Regions from separate parts of the Zea mays genome. Here all the other regions are linked to region 1. A link is a contact called in public Hi-C data. All regions are on one chromosome and are shown on one strand. The core of a region is the stretch at or near the end of the contact, and the rest is flanking DNA. Distances in the headings are between cores, read along the strand shown.

Region 1 (2,890 bases), core at 334-2,833:
GACATAGGACCATACAACCATTCTATGAAATGACACTTACGCCACTTGTATGGCTGCAGGAGAATAATTTAATAAATTTGTGCAAAAAATAACAAAAATTTGGACATTTGTTATGGGCTCACATAATCATTGTTCGGACACACGAAGTGCTTCGCAGTGTCCTCATCGATGACAGCACGATCTCTGCAATCGCATTTAGGCGGCGAGTCTATTTGTCTTTTTGTTGCTACCTCCTTCTCTGCATCCGTCATTGGTGGAGGATTCGGGGGAGGAGGTAACCAACGCTTAAAACGCTCATGACTAGTCCTTCTATACAACCAATTTGCAAAAAAAGATATCGATGGTCAAATTTATCAGGACCGTCGATCCACTGGAAAAAGAAACACCTCAGGTGCTCCTACAAAAATGGAACGAAGCATTAGTACACATCTAGTAAACAATATTAACTCACAAGTCATAAGCTACGTACGTTAAAACCGCCACAAAGGTAGAAGCAAGAGCATTCGTGTCTTGATGTTTGGATTGACATACCCAAGCCGGTCTGCCACAGTCACAGCTAGGCACAGGAGGAACATGAGCATCCTTACTAGATACATTTGAATATAATTCCTAAGGACGACCTCTCTTCTGCCACAACGCCTCCCGGTACATGTCTTTCATCTAAGAAACGATTATATATTAACACAAGTATCTAATAGACTGTATAATCGGATTTCACAAACTATGAAATCAAATGTAGCCATCATATGAACTATACTATATATCCTAGTGACAACAATCAAAACTAATAATCGAAAAATTACAACCCAATATACAAAACGAATCAGTAAGACACCATACCTTGGTATACAAAGTATTCCAACTCGAATCTTTGAATGAAGCAACTTTGAAGAAGATTTGAATGGAGGGAAAATGAGCTCCTCTCGGCCAACAGAACGACCGATTTATAGGCCTCCCTAGCTCATCGCCAAGATCTGTGGCGCCGAGCTAGGAGGCCGCGTCGGCGCCACGCCAGCCCTAGCCGCCGGGAGCCGCCACCATCATGTCAGAGCTCGCCGCCGTAGCTTATGGCGCCGAGTTTCAGGTCCAGACCTAAAATAAGTCAACCAGAGGTCTAAATGCATATTTTTATCATAAAAAAGTTAAAAAAACAAAAAATTCGACGCAAACAAGGAGTTACAGTTGCATCCTCGGCGCCATAGCTTATGAAGCCAAGCTTCGGATCCAGATCCTGAAATAAGTCATCCAGACATCTAAATATATATTTTTATCATAAAAAAGTTAAAAAAACAAAAAAATTCGCCGCAAACAGGGAGCTACAGTTGCATCCTCGGACCGGGAGCGCAGGCAGGCTGGGTCATTGTGGCAAACACGGCCAAATAGTCCACGTCCACTGAAATAGTTCTCGGTTCTCCGGTCCGTTTCTTTCTCTCCGGTCCAGCGCAACAGAGTGAACAGACAGTCCAGCAAGGGCAAGGGTTTCCCCGCGCGCCCACGGCCCAAGACCCGAGGCCCAGAGACACAACGACCGTACGGCGCCCCACACGAGGCGACGCCCCCGCTCACCGGCACCCGTTTACGCGGGAAAACCATTAAAAAAACAGGGAGCGAACCGCCGGCTCGCCAAACCCCGCGCCGCCTCCGGCTTCCTTCCCCTGGAAGCCTCCTCCCCTCTCGCGCCGCTCCAAAAACTTGCTCCAACTCCCGGCACGCGCACCCAAAGCCAAAACCCCTCGCGTCGTCGGCCGTCGCGGACGCTTCCCTCCATCGTGCGTCTGCGCCGTCACGTTTTCCGCGATGCCCCGCCCCAGTTCACGCGCCAAGGCGGCATCACCGCCGGAGGCGGTGGCCGGTGCCTCGCAGCGCACCCCTGCGCCGTCCCCGTCCACCTCCCTCCGCCTCGGCATTGGCCCCGTAGCCTCCGATGACAACCGCGGCGCCGGATCCCTCGACCTCAAGCAACCCGCCGCTGGGCCTCGCCGACACAGCCTGCGCCTCATGGGCGCCGCCCTCGGCCTCGGCCTAGGCCCGGTCTCCCACCACGATGACTGCGGCGCCGGATGCCCCAACCTCAGTCCTCCCGCCGCCGTGCCTCCCCGACGCAGCCTGCGCCTCGCGGGCCCCGCCTTGGGTACTCCAAACACTCTCTCCGCTCGTGACGGCAGTTCCTCCGGGTTCGGGTCGGGCGGGAGCGAGAAGAGGTCGGGGAGGGCCCGTGCTCGAGTCCCTGCCTCTTCGCTTGCTACATCCATCTCGCCGAGGACTGGGAACTCCAATAGCGATGGCGGAGGGTCGGGGGCGGACAGGGTTTCCGCGAGCGGCGACAGCTCTGGCGGTTCGGATCCCTTCACGACCCTGCGGTCAGGGTTTCGGATCGCGAAGCGTCGGATGGAGGCGGGTGGGGAGGCGGAGACTGGGTCGTCTCGTCGAGGACAGGTGCATAACGAAATGCTGCACCAACACGTGGACACGCCGACGAAGCGGTGTAAGACCATATTGGTCGGTGGAGTGGAGACAGAGCATGTCTCTGACACAAAGGGTGATTCTGATGAGGATTGTATGATGCTGGGTCCAAGTGGGACCGAACTGAATTATGTTGCTACGAAGACTGAAAAGGGGGATGTGGATGATCCTGCCAATGCAAGCAATGGAGAATCTCTGCAGACGCATAATCTGTTACCGGCAGCAAATGGTGGGGTGGTTGAGCAATTAGTATATGCTTCAGGAAGTCCTGCAAGTTTTGAAGCACAAGTCTCTGCAGATATGTGTCTCAAGGAAGGTTCGAGCCAATGCAGTTCTAGGAAGGAAGGCAAAGTGAAAGAGAAGCTTGTTTTGGGGAATAACAAATCTTGCGCTTATGCTAATGTGGGCTCTGCAGTCGATACCTGTT
Region 2 (2,745 bases), core at 19-2,518, 270 kb before region 1:
TGATCCCCTTCCGCCTTTTCTGTTGTAATCCATTTCTATTGGATTCAGCAGCTGACGGATGCCTCAATTCATTTCAGTATTTTGTCTATAACGTTTGTCGGCTCTTGCTTTCTTTTGACTGAAAATAATTTGCGAATCCAGAGCAACACTCAGTAGACAACTTTATTTTAAGCAGATAAGTACGACCGTTCCAGATCTCCATGCGCAGTAGGTGTGATCCAAGAAAACTTCTGTACTTTCCACCCCCAACAACCCCTCTCCATTTGACCACGGGTCAGGAGAAGGCTTCCATTTTCTCTAATTTTTCTACTTCCATTTGAACGGCAAATCAACTGGTCCAATATGTTCAGGCCACTGGATCAGCACCGACTATAACATACTAACCGAAGTAAACCATTACCAAACCCACATGATGAACAGTAATACACTGCTGATTTTATATTACGACTTCCACCAAATAACGACCGATAATTGGCACGCTGTTGCTAATTGACCCCAACCACCACTCGCAGGCCAAGAGGACCACGTCTCCACCAGATCTAGCGCGCATCTCTCGGCCCAAGGCTGCGCACATGCCTCACATGAAGGCGACATCCAAAGGGAAGACCAGACTCCAGAGTCCAGAGTATGGCAGCGGGCGGCGTGGCACAGTAATCTAAGACCCCAGCACGGGTCACCGGAGACGTGGATCGGTGGCCGGAAGCAGTGGCAAACCAGAGCGAAGATGATTACCCAGGGCCGGCGGGCGAGATGATGGTGCCCTCGGAGATGAGCAAGCCGCCTTCCGTGGACCGCTGCGCGTAGTACTCCGCGAGCGCGGGGCCCGGGAGCGCATCGGGCGCCCGGCACCTGGTCATCGGCGCCAGCACCACCCTGCGCGCGTACACAGGACACGCATGAGTACCCAGGCGGAGGTCGCGCCAGGCCAAATCGATCCCAGGAGCGAGGAATCAAGGGGCGGGCGCGAGGGAGGGCTCACCGGTGCGCGAGGCGGAAGTGGGGCATCTGGTACGGCGAGAAGAGGGACGGGCGCTGCGGCTGTTGCTGGTCCTCCGCCGGCGCGGAGCGATCCGTGGAGGCCATGGATTGGAGTTGGAGAGGGGAACGGGGAGGGGAGAAGGGAGAAAGTTGGTCGAAGGCAGAGGGTGGCGAGAAGCCAACTATAGGAGGAGGAAGGGAGGGAACCGGGAACACAGCAGGGACGACTGCGGTTCGAAAGCGAATCGCCAGTCGCCACTGGGCTCGTCTGCGACGACGGACGGTGACGCTGACGCGTCACGGACTCGAGGGAGTGGTGGACAACAAGGACACTGGACAGTGAGTGTGAGCAGCGAGTGCCAGCCACCAGCGGTCTGCCATGGCTGGTGCAGTTAAGGGTGAGATTTGGTTGTACAGTCAAATAGAATGGAATAGCTTTCTAGATTTTTTAGAATGGAGTCGTTTTATTTTGAGCTTGGTAAGCATAATGGAGGCACTCTATTTTTTATTTAGTTGAAGAGTAGAATAGAGCGAATATGTTCCTTTTTTATTTGGTTGGAGAGCTATATAAGTGTAGAGAGGAGGGAGTGAGGAGAGCGCTCACATCCGGTCGTTTTGGTGTAGCTCGAGCATTCAACTATTTATGGTAAAATTTTATATGGAGACTTAAGGAGCTGCTCGGGTCCTTTTTATGGAAACTAAACATCCAGAAAATAGAAATGGAGTCAATCTATTTTTCTCCACTCCTCAACCAACACACCCTAAGTTGACTCCCGGGTAACGAGGTTGTAGTTAGTGTGTGGCAACTCCGCAACTGGAAAGTCTCAATTTTGAGCATGTGTATCGTGGCTCAGCGACTCGCAAGAGAGAAGAAACGGATACAACCAGTTTAGAAACTTTATAAGGGGTCGTTCGGCAGGTCAGGACCGAATCCAGGCTAGGAACAGTTACAAGCCAGGATTCAGTGGAGCCAGCCCTTTCACTCATTCCGAACATGTAATTAATCCGGCTGGAATGAATCTAGTGAAGCATTTTTTTATCTGTTCGGTAGCAAAGGATTGAATCCTATCACTTCAGTTCAAATCAAATTTTCAGCCACACACAATGTCGCAAACAAAACTCAGAAAATTGGTACACCAACAAAAACAAAGCAATTTCATGAATCAATCTGAGCTTGTAAGCACATCTTCATTCCTTTCAGTGAGTATATCATCAACTTCATCATTTACCTCATGAACCACATTGCTATCAAAGCCTTCTATTAAATATGCCTCACTTCATATTTTTTCAGACAGTGAACTAGTGTATTCTATTGCATAAACATGAACTGCTCATATATTTACATCCAAATGTGCAGCTAGTGTATTTGTTTATATAAACCATGGATACACTTGTAAGAATGGTGACAATCTGAAGCAGAAACTGAAACACAAACTGAAACTATTTGAATCAGCTTGCAACTAATGGATTCTCTAACTATTCATCCAGTGTATATCCATCATTTTCAATCATCTTGCAGGGTTACCACAATAACCGAACGCTGCACTTTTCAAGGGAAGCAAGAATGGTGGTATTGCTGCCTTTTCTTTTTCCGGTAAAAAAACTGACTTGGTATTACTTGGGTATTGCTTCAGGATTTGAGTAGTAGCATGTACATTCAAAAACCATTCAGAACACGAGGAACCTTAGCACTAACGACGAATCTTAGCAGGGATGGGATGAGGAGAAAGGGGGCAGATGAGGCAGAGATGGGGCAGCGAGCTCGAG
Region 3 (2,700 bases), core at 119-2,618, 430 kb before region 1:
TGTCTTTTCTGATTGCTTGGGCAATGGAGTAGGGGAAGACCACACCATCCAACGGAAGTAAACTAAAAATCTGAACCAAATTTACGGAATTTTAAGCACTAATACCTGTTGCGAGTACCAACTACCAACCAAGTTCTGCTTCTACCTATGAAGCAATGAAGCAAATGTTTGGCACAAATGAGAGCAAGACCTCACCTGAATCGGATGCGCTTCAGACCATTGCCGCCCCGCGGCAGCGAGAGGAAGGTGATGAGCACCCCGGGCTCCACCTGGGCGACCCACTCCTTCTCCTCATCCTCCTCGCTGCTGCCAGTCGCCGTTCCCTCTTCATCGTCCCCTTCCTCGTCGTCGGCGAGGAAGTCGGTGCGCGCGCTGACCGATGGCGTGATGTCACCGCTGGACATCGCGCCCCCCGTGCGCAGCCCCGGCGTGGATGCTGCGGAGCTGCCGGCGCGCTGGTACGCGCAGTGGAAGCGGTCGGACCCGGACTCCGCGTACGCGCCGTGGTAGTACGGTTGCTGCCGCCGCGACGCCGCCGGGGAGGACGAACCGGCGCAGGGCTTGCAGTGCCGGTACGCGCCCGATGCCTTCAGCGCCATGTCCTTGATCTGAAAACCCACGAAAATCTCCAATCAATCGTAGTGCCAAACCCACGCTTCACACCGTCGAAGCAAAGCATGCCGATTTTGGAGAAACCTGCGAAAAGCTTCTAAAACACATTGAGATTACCATTCCAACGCCTGAAAACCCCACAAAACATGCCGAATTCATACCGGTTTCTGATTCTCACAGAGTGACCAAGGCAAGGTACATTTGATCAGATACAGATACACACACACACAAAATGCCACTTCGTCTAAACCAACAGCGATTGCAACCCTGGTCCATTTGATGATCAGAGAATCACAAAGGCAACGAGAATAATCCCTGGATTTTACCCAAGGGGGAGCATTTCAAGAACTCAGGCACGGCAACCAACCTGGGCGGTGAGCACCCTGATGGCCTGCCTCGTGCCGGGCGTTGCCGCCGATTCGCCCCCGCCTCCGGCGTTGGCGCGGTCATCGTCGTCCGACGGCTCGCGCAGCGGCGGCGCGTCGCCCGGGAGCTGCTTGGAGCACGCGATGCACGTGAGCATCGCCTCTGGCGGACCTGGACCTGACGCAAGCGCGCGCCCCTCGGATCCCGCGACGGAGCCTGAGAGAGGGGATAGGACGGGAAGGCGCGGCGCGGGTTTATAACAGAGCGGGGAACTCGCGCCTCTGTGATAAGAGTCGAGCTCTCGAGCTGAGGGCGGTAATGGCGGATCAGGATCCGGCGTTTAGACAGAGTCGCGGTGTGGGGGAGATTATTGACATTACGGAACAATACACTACTGGGTTTCGACGAAACGGAATCATATGGACGGCTTCGACCTTTTAGAGGCGTAAACGATTGACGTAAGTTGATATGGGGATATGAGATAGTCATTTATTGTTGTGGACATCAATTAATGCTCTCCGTGCTCACGGCGTTAGGTATCGCTCGCTCTATCATGCTCACGCACTTCATCCTCTCTCTCCAGAAACCCTAGACGTCGCGTCCTATGAATGGACCGTTCTCCGATCGAAGTTGTGGGCGAGGCTGTTGACGCGGCTCATGCCGCTGCCGTTACGGCTTCGGAGGCGCGCTGCATGGCCATTATTGCGAGAAGGAGGACAGCACGGCGGTACAATACGCCACCATTGTTGTCGACAAGGTTGTACTATGAAGGTCTCAACCACTATGGTACATATTATGAAACTATTACACTCATATGTTTGTACGTCGTGTTCTTGTTGCTAGATTGGTCCATACTTTAATACTTAATACCCACATGATAGATTTAGGTCCTCTCTAAAACGAATAGGACAACATTTCTGGCATCTCTATGCAAGACGTCATTTTTTGCTGCCATGGATAGATTTATGAAACACACATATGCTTGTGATTTATGAAACACACATATGTCCTTTCTAACTTCTTCATCCGGTCTTTGTATAGGAAAATGTTGATTTCAAGTATCATGTTAGCATCAAGAATTCATTGTGATACGCTATTCAAGAGATGAGGAGGCAATCTACACTGCTACATTCGATTAATAAATTGTGTTCCACTATCCCAGAAGTAGATGGGAGCAAGATAGGAAAGGTTGTTGGCCATCTGGACCATGTGTGCAAGATGCTAGAGAATACTTCAATTGTTTGCAAACAAGATTTGGAAACTAAGAATCCTAGTTGGACCTTTATGCACCAAATCCAATTGCCAACGGTCTTGAAGCGTCCCCAATCCTCTGGGACTCAAATGTGATACAATTACTAGTCCCAGGAGGCTAGTAAACACATTTATACATCAGATGATACCAAATCTGCTTAAACGAGACAAACCTACAAAGGTGGCGAACAACTTTAGGAGTTGGTCCACAACTCGAGACATATCATCAGAGTGGGGCTGAAGCAGCCCGATATACGCAGTGAAGCAATTCAGCGGTCCAACAGCCACAGGCAAGGTTGGGAACAGTCGTAACTCTTACCCGATCTCCTTTTTCTGAAAAAAACAACAAATAAGCAAGGGTGAGTACAAACGTACTCAGCAGCCCACCTTCACCCGCGGAATGGGGAAATCAGATATAATGCATGGAATATGTAGAGCTCAGGATATTTGCAGAAACAGCAATATTTTATG

The links. A called contact is a pair of places that touch in the nucleus more often than the background predicts.
Region 2: a Hi-C map of endosperm shows a contact between it and region 1, with 3 times the contacts expected there. The contact joins the promoter of opr8 here to the promoter of LOC103653335 in region 1. A contact is called at or near these places in 5 of 25 Hi-C or Micro-C datasets (ear, endosperm, leaf and 1 more) and 1 of 3 datasets of contacts at active chromatin or transcription factors (leaf).
Region 3: a contact with region 1 is called in a Hi-C map of ear, with 3 times the contacts expected there. The contact joins the promoter of LOC100283052 here to the promoter of LOC103653335 in region 1. A contact is called at or near these places in 2 of 25 Hi-C or Micro-C datasets (ear and tassel).

What each region holds. Positions count from the first base shown.
Region 1 is chr4:66,067,655-66,070,544 of Zm-B73-REFERENCE-NAM-5.0, reverse strand. LOC103653335 reads left to right here and starts at 1,583. Exons shown (of 6, transcript XM_008680267.4): 1 at 1,583-2,890. The coding sequence starts at 1,798.
Region 2 is chr4:66,334,885-66,337,629 of Zm-B73-REFERENCE-NAM-5.0, reverse strand. opr8 (12-oxophytodienoate reductase8) reads right to left here and starts at 1,268. Exons shown (of 5, transcript NM_001112363.2): 1 at 980-1,268; 2 at 733-873. The coding sequence starts at 1,083.
Region 3 is chr4:66,492,771-66,495,470 of Zm-B73-REFERENCE-NAM-5.0, reverse strand. It overlaps LOC100283052 (water channel), which reads right to left and starts at 1,368. Exons shown (of 5, transcript NM_001155954.1): 1 at 980-1,368; 2 at 196-608. The coding sequence starts at 1,135.